Linked DNA regions of Sus scrofa: region 1 is linked to region 2. Evidence: chromatin contacts called from public HiChIP or PLAC-seq data. All regions are on one chromosome and are shown on one strand. Each heading gives the region's core, a stretch centred on a gene start, on an enhancer-like site or on the middle of the called end of the contact. The rest is flanking DNA. Distances are from core to core; before and after follow the strand shown.

Region 1 (3,846 bases), core at 709-3,208, 100 kb before region 2:
TTTAACTTCAACAGATCTCCATAAAGGGGAGATCACTGAGATACTTGTCTCCACATTTAGTTTGGAGGGCAAAAGCTGAAGACTTTCACGCATACTCAGTAGGAGTTTACTAAAAATCTCTGTGTGTCTGGTTCTGCTGCCTGGGGCCCTAACAGGAAGACCACACTCCATTCTGGGAATGGATTAGAAGTAAATTTGATATTTCTGCTGTGTAAGCTTCTCTTGATGAAATCCAGATTAGGAATGGAAGATAATAAGGTACAGAAATGTAATAGTTAATTTCTAATATATAAGCATCAATCTATTAATTCTTTCCTTCAAAACCTAGAGAGCTAGGAACAAGACAAAGATGTCCACTCTCACCACTTCTATTCTACATTATACTAGAGTTTCTCGCCAGGGCAATTAGGCAAGAAAAAGAAACATGAGGCATACAGATTAGAAAGGGAGAAGTAAATCTATCTCTAGCTACAGATGACCTGATTTTACATACAAAATCTGGAAAGTGTAATAGCATGCCTTTCTGGGCTCTGAAGACAAAAAAGTTTCTCTCCACCACCCTCTCTCACCTTTCAGATTAGTGATTCTCAGACTTCAGTGTGCAAAATTGAGTCGTTAAGTAGGAATTCTTAAGCCCAATTCCTAGAGATTCTAATATACTAGCCTAGGAAACTTTTAAGAAGCACCCAGGAAGTCTAATGCAGGTGAATGTTAGATCAGACTTTATAAAACACAGAACTAAATCTTTGAGAGGTCATTTAGCATAGTGAGTAAGAGTGCAGTATCTAGAACTCAATTGCCTAGGTTCAGTTCTTGGCTCTTCTACTTGCTGTGTGACAAGATACTTAATCTCATTGTGCCTCAGTTTCTCCAACTGTAGAATAGGATTTAATGATAATGCCTACCTAACAGGCTTGAAGAAAGCATTAAACGCACTAACACTAATATATGTAGACATTAGAATAACAAGTGTACTTATTGTCAATTATTTGCAGTAGGGGAACTACTTAGCTGTTCTTGGAAGCTAGGCCTTGCCTGTAGACAACTACAACAAGATTCAGTGACACTTGTAAGTATGGGAAGAAGCATTTTAAGTGCTGGTCCTCTGTACACTCTCTTTTTCCCCTCATTTTTTCTCCTTTCCCTCAGAAAAGCTGTGGCTGATAGACACATTATGTCTGAAATCAAATTAAAGCATGAGCCAGCCAATTCTTCCATAGTTTAAATCCTTCTCTGCCTTAAGGACCATCTCTAATCTTCTGTTTGATGATCATACTTGGCATATTACCAGTGTTTGGGGTTTTTATCCCCCACTATTTTTATGTATTTGTTAATGAATTTGTGTTTCCATGTTTTTTCCACAATGTGTTTCACCAAGAGTTCATTTTCAAATGCAAACATGGCAACTAATGTTCCTAAAACTTTATAACTCACAAAATGTACTTCTCCCCTTTCCCCCTCATTCACTATCATGATAGCAAATCTTTAACATATTGCCTTGCACCTAGGGAGTGGCTCTCAGTGCTCAGATAAATAATTTATACGGATCAACACTTGTTCAAATAATGAAAATGATAATGTTGTAAAGAAAGCATTTTACTGCATTTCCAAGTCTATTCACCAGAGGAACATTATTACCATTCCTAGATATATAGGAAACATGATAGTTGTAAAAGTTCAAAAAATTGATTTTTCTAAAAAAAATTCTTGATAGCAAAAAACAACTTTTTTTTAAATAGTGCAAGGCCTGTTATATACTAGATACTGTTAATTAACAAGGGGGAAGAACTAGTTCTCTCATATTACAGTGCTGCTGTAATTTTTCTATCTGCAAACAACTGTGGTTTCCTGAAGTAGCAAAACCTGAAAAAAAAAATGCGGCAGCTCAGAGAGAAGGAATCGGAGTGGGCTGGTGATTCATGCATCCTCAGGAAGAAGGTTGGACATGACCTCTGAGACACCTGTCAGCCCTGTTTTTTTGTTTTTCTACCATTCTACTCAAACACTAATTTATACTCAAATATTAGTTGCACCTCAAAAACAAACGAGATATTTTCACTCCTTCTCCCCATTTATCAATGTTTTGGTTGGCTTTAAACTTCCCCCGAGAGAGTTGATCAAACCTATATCATGATAAATCTAAGTCATTTTATTCTTCTAATTCTTTGAGGCTCATAGCACTTATAGAATGTGTTTGGGTGGCATTAAAGAGAAACTCCAATCCAAATATAGCTCTCGAGTTGAAGTCTGTATTTCACCTAGAGTGTAAGACAACACTATTTGCTCCTGGGAAGGAAAAGAAAGGATGTATTCCTGACCTTAAGCGACCTATATTTTTGATCTCTTGTAAACATGAAGAGTTGGCAGCTAGGTATTTGTGTGCTAAACTCCACCCCCTCATCCGCATACCATGTTTGGAGGAACTCAGAGGCACTTCCTGTTTAGGGTCATGACCCAAAGCTAGAAACTGCAACTTAGGCAGAATTAGAGTAACAATATCTGCAAGTGGGACTGGCACTTCCTAATAGCTATCATCTCCCTTAGAACCCAAATTTAGGCAGAGGGCAGTAGGGAAGCTGAGGCATTTCATTAAAGAGACACAGCCGTTCCGTGTACCATGTATCCATGCCTGCTCATGTATCCATGCCTGGCTTCCCTTCTCTCTCACACACATACTCTCCTAAGGGTGAGAGGAGTGGCTAAAACACAGAAATAGAGTTCTTTGAAGTGGTGACATCCGTTACAGATCTAAAGTTAAGTTCAGAGGACCCTCAGCAAGGAATTCTGTAAGCTTAATTTTCTAAAATTAATCCATCTAAAGCTTAAGCAGGGAATACTGATTTCATCTTGAAGGAGACTTCTGCCACTTTGCAAAATCACTTAGTTAACTAATTCAGGACTGGTAGTAATGACTAATTTTAAACCAAAATATCCATTACAGAACAGAACTAGATCTACTGTTTTTATTAAGGTAATTATCAGGATAATTGCCAAATTTCCCTTAGTTTGTTTTATTCCATATAAGCCGAGCCTGCCTGTTTATATGCACTGAAATAATATATCCTTGTATTAATAAACAAATGTACTGAGAACAAATCTGCAGTCAGAAACTTCACTGTCAGAGGTAAGAATAAGAAAGAAAACAAGGGCTGTATTTCCAATCCAGGCCTTCAGCTTTATGTAAATAAATGAAAACTTTATTTAAAAATCTATGTCCTTATTGTACCCATATTCAGAAGGTTTATGTATATTTTTTATTTTTTTTTTTTACTTTTTTAGGGCCACACCTGCCACATATGGAGGTTCCAAGGCTAGGGGTCCAATCGGAGCTACAGCTGCTGCCCTACACCATAGCCACATTGATGAGAGATCCGACCCATGTCTGCAACCTACACCACAGCTCATGGCAACACCAGATCCTTAACCCACTGAGGGAGGCCAGGGATCAAACCCCAAACCTCATGGTTCCTAGTTATATTCGTTTCCACTGAGCCACAATGGGAACTCCAGTTTCTGTATATTGTAATAAAATCTCTACACTGGCAAATATCAACAAAATAATAAATTCATAAAAGAGTAAAAGATAGGACTATTATACAATTTCAAGCCACTTTCAAGGATGGGTGAAGTTTGACAAATTCCCTTCTTCTCATCTGTGAAAGGATCTGGAAAGGTGTTCTTGCCTGTCTAGTATGGCTCTTCCTCCCATGAGTCCCAAGTAACTGGGCTATTGGAGCTCCTAAACAGGTATCCTTCAGTTACACACGGCTGTTGAGCTGGCCTGAAACTCCTCTGATACTTCTTTATCTGTGTCATCATCCGCGAAGTCAATGACTAATACAGCAC
Region 2 (3,571 bases), core at 366-2,865:
TACCCTGCTCCAAAATGAGTCAGCTAAATTCCACTTGCTATTTAAAGAGACAGTATCAACTAAATTAGTACTATTGTCTGAAGTAAGTTGCAAATATCGGTCACTCCATACAAGCTTGATTGGCTTGAAATATTTTCAAGTTTGAACCAAGGTGTCTTTTTTGCTGACAAAAGGAAAGATGACTGTCCCGTTTAAATGCTTTAGGGAATAATTGTCACGATTCTGGCCAGGTTAAATTTGATTAGTCTGCTTCTCCCTTTTTTATAATTTTAGTAAGAAGTGTTAATACTCATTAAAACATAAGTAAAGAGAGTATCCTAGTATGTGGTGGTTGGAAAAGCCATGAGATTCTAGGAAATAGCAAGCTCTAGCTTTTGAAGTACTTCCGTGCACTTATCTGAAATGTTCATAACTTAAAAATGACCTCATTGTCAACATTAAGGTACATTTAAATGACAGGGACCATAAGTTAATAGCACAATATCTTCCCTTTGATTAAAAATGCTCTGAAATAAGTTTTTTTGTACATTCATACACATTTCAAGGTGACACAGGAACTCTCCAGTTTTTTTTCGTTTATTAAATGTTTATGTTCTGTTAACTCAGGAAAATTGTACTGAATTTAGCAAAACATTACTGTATTTGTGCTAATTTTAACAAGGCTTCTGGAAAAGCAAGGGTATGTTTGTTTGCTGTGTAAAGGTCTTTCTGGTAACCTAACATTAAATACCAGCCATCACTAAAGTGGTGTATTTATTTTGCTTCATTTTGCTTTATTGTAATTGGCAAGTTTGAAAAGAATTCATTATTTTCTGGTATAAGAAAGACAAGCACTTGTAAAAGTTTTAATAGAACCCTTGGCTGAGCAGTAAATCTATGGCTGATAATTTTGTGCATTGCAGGTTTCTAGACACTGATTTTAAAGTATACGTAGACCTAGATTTCACATGTCAAAGGAAGAAGGAAAGGAATTTCCTAAGCAGCTGACACCTAAATTCTTTGTTAAAGAGCTTCACTTTTTGGTGCCAAAGTAATAGAAAGAGATGATCTATCAGCTCTTTTCAGTCTTCTGTAAAGGTGTTGGAGCATTTTAAAAGTACAGATGCTCTGCATCAGAGAATTGTTGAATTACTAGTGGACCCAACTTTTAGGTGTTAGATTTAAGAAGTCTTTAGAGCTACCTCCAATATACAGCCAATTTAAAGAACCACTAACAGATACCATGAGTCATTAATTAATTGTCATTATTTGAAATGATATGCCTGTAGTGCACTAGAGCAGAAAGTGATTTAAAGATACTAATTGCCCAAATTGATTTAAACATAATTCTGATCCAGAAGTGTGACCTTTTCAGAAATTAAAACACTGATAGGTAAAATAAAAAAATTAATTGTAATGTTTAATGAGAAATTTCTTTTATTCTGAAGAATGTAAAGTCATAATAAATTATTAGCAATCTGCAGTTCATGTCCATTGTTTCATAAGTGCAACAAAATATTCAAAATTTAGCTTATTTTTTAAGAATAACAAGGTACAGTGGCAACTCACTAATTTAATGATTTTATTGTTTTACTATATGCTAGTTTCTAAAATTTTGTTTTTGTTTTGTTTATAGCAGAAAAATATGGCTCAGGAGACTAACCAGACCCCAGGGCCCATGCTGTGTAGTACAGGATGTGGCTTTTATGGGAATCCTAGGACAAATGGAATGTGTTCTGTTTGCTACAAAGAACATCTTCAGAGACAGCAGAATAGTGGCAGAATGAGTCCAATGGGTAAGTTGTTTCCAAGGAATAACCCATTTGAAGAATTGGTGGACAGAAAATAGAGACCCAAGAATTGGGGACTAAGACTGAGAATGCTCAAAGTCCCAGGAGAGAAGACCCAAGAAAAGCTTGAAATTTAAAGCAACAGCCCAAGTACTTGGCATGGCTGGCTACATGAGGAATGAGTGACTGTCTACAAGCATCTTCTAGTAGCTTTTTCTCTTTTTTTTTTCTTTTTTTTTATGTTTTGTTTTATTCTTAAGTTCGCTGGATATGACATTTTACATATATATACACATATATATTTGTTTGGCTGTCATTTGAGTGTAGGGCTCTGCAATACAGTGAAAGTGCTTAAGTGGCTAACCTGATTAAATGCAAGTATTTGTTACTTATTAATAGTTTTCATAGTGTTTATAGTGTTGTTTTGTTGCTTAACAATCCTTTTTTTAAATAGGGACAGCTAGTGGCTCCAACAGTCCTACCTCAGATTCTGCATCTGTACAAAGAGCAGATGCTAGTTTAAACAACTGTGAAGGTGCTGCTGGCAGCACATCTGAAAAATCAAGGTAAGATTGAATGTTTCAGGGTTTTCGTGATAAAACAGGGAAGAAATAAAGATAACTATAACATCATAATTATGAATGTTAATAAATTGTAAGGATGTTAATACATTAGATGTCCTTGGCTTTGCGTCTGTTGCATAATTGGGGATTCCAGTGTCCTTTAATATGACCTTGTAGGTCATTGAGTAAAGATATGTATTATAACACATTCCAGAACGACTTTAAGGATACTATGTTGAGAATGCTGTGCTTTTATTTGCTTGTAATTCAGGTATAGGGATTGTAGAAAATGAGAGTATGGTAGACTGTATTGTCGTGCTACACAAAGCATTTTGGCAAAGCTGCCCCTTTTGCCCTTAAACAAACTACAGGCACAGCTAAAAATTTCTAGTTGGCTGTAATAGAACATCATAACCTATACAAATATGCAGACTTGTTTTGTGAGCCATTTATCAAATTGCTTTCCTTAGTCTCAACTATTTGCGCTGGGTATCCTTTTTAGATTATTTAGCTCCATTTGATCCTATTGAAAATAATATATGATTTAAATTGAACTGACAACTTATTACCTCGCAAAGAAGTACCCTTAACATCTTGAAAAATGTTTGCTTGAACTCAAATAGAAATGTGCCTGTGGCTGCCTTGCCTGTAACTCAGCAAATGACCGAAATGAGCATTTCAAGAGAGGACAAAATAACTACCCCGAAAACAGAGGTGTCAGAGCCAGGTATGCTTTTCATTTAATACTAGTTCAGTTCTGGATTTGGTACTGTAAGGAAGGGTTGGTGGGGGGAAATTCTTGTCTTCCCATTGAAGGACCAAAGAGGAGAGAGAGTTATAAAATATAGGCCAAGCAAACCATTATCTTGAAAGTACCTTGAAGTGTAAAATAGTAGTCGCTCTTAAATCTTCTCTCCCTCCTCCCCATAATCCACTCCCACACGTGCAAATCAGCCAAGTTTATAATATGAAGACTGGACATGTTAAGAATTTGATAAACTTAAAAGATAGTTTACCAGTATATTTTAAAGGTATCTAAATCATTGAATGTATTCATAAACAGAAGAGATTATATAAATTAAATTCTAGAGCCGTGAAGAAAAATTTAGTAATCAAAAGCATTAACTCAGTCTGGTATTGTAAATATTATAGAAATTACTCAAGCAAAAGAATATACTGGACACAAAAGAAACTTTGAAGCTAAAGAAATATTAGGTCCCTGTGGGAATTTAAAACTCA

The links. HiChIP or PLAC-seq counts read pairs in DNA pulled down with a chosen protein or histone mark.
Region 1: a contact with region 2 is called in an H3K27ac HiChIP or PLAC-seq map of skeletal muscle. The contact joins the enhancer-like site here to the promoter of ZFAND5 in region 2. A contact is called at or near these places in 3 of 5 promoter capture datasets (fetal liver and liver), 18 of 47 Hi-C or Micro-C datasets (adipocytes, alveolar macrophages, blood and 8 more) and 2 of 2 datasets of contacts at active chromatin or transcription factors (alveolar macrophages and skeletal muscle).

The regions. Positions count from the first base shown.
Region 1 is chr1:225,809,098-225,812,943 of Sscrofa11.1, reverse strand. The region is part of intron 2 of TMC1 (transmembrane channel-like protein 1); the gene reads right to left. Among named protein-coding and RNA genes, the nearest start is that of TMC1, 96 kb to the right of the region's middle. Within about 2 kb of position 1,958, at least 22 of the 83 cell types and tissues checked have an H3K27ac peak or open chromatin away from gene starts, as enhancers often do. A contact at or near this core is called in alveolar macrophages, liver, omental adipose tissue and 2 more, where this site is marked.
Region 2 is chr1:225,707,235-225,710,805 of Sscrofa11.1, reverse strand. ZFAND5 (zinc finger AN1-type containing 5) reads left to right here and starts at 1,615. Exons shown (of 5, transcript NM_001097506.1): 1 at 1,615-1,775; 2 at 2,224-2,335; 3 at 2,956-3,059. The coding sequence starts at 1,625.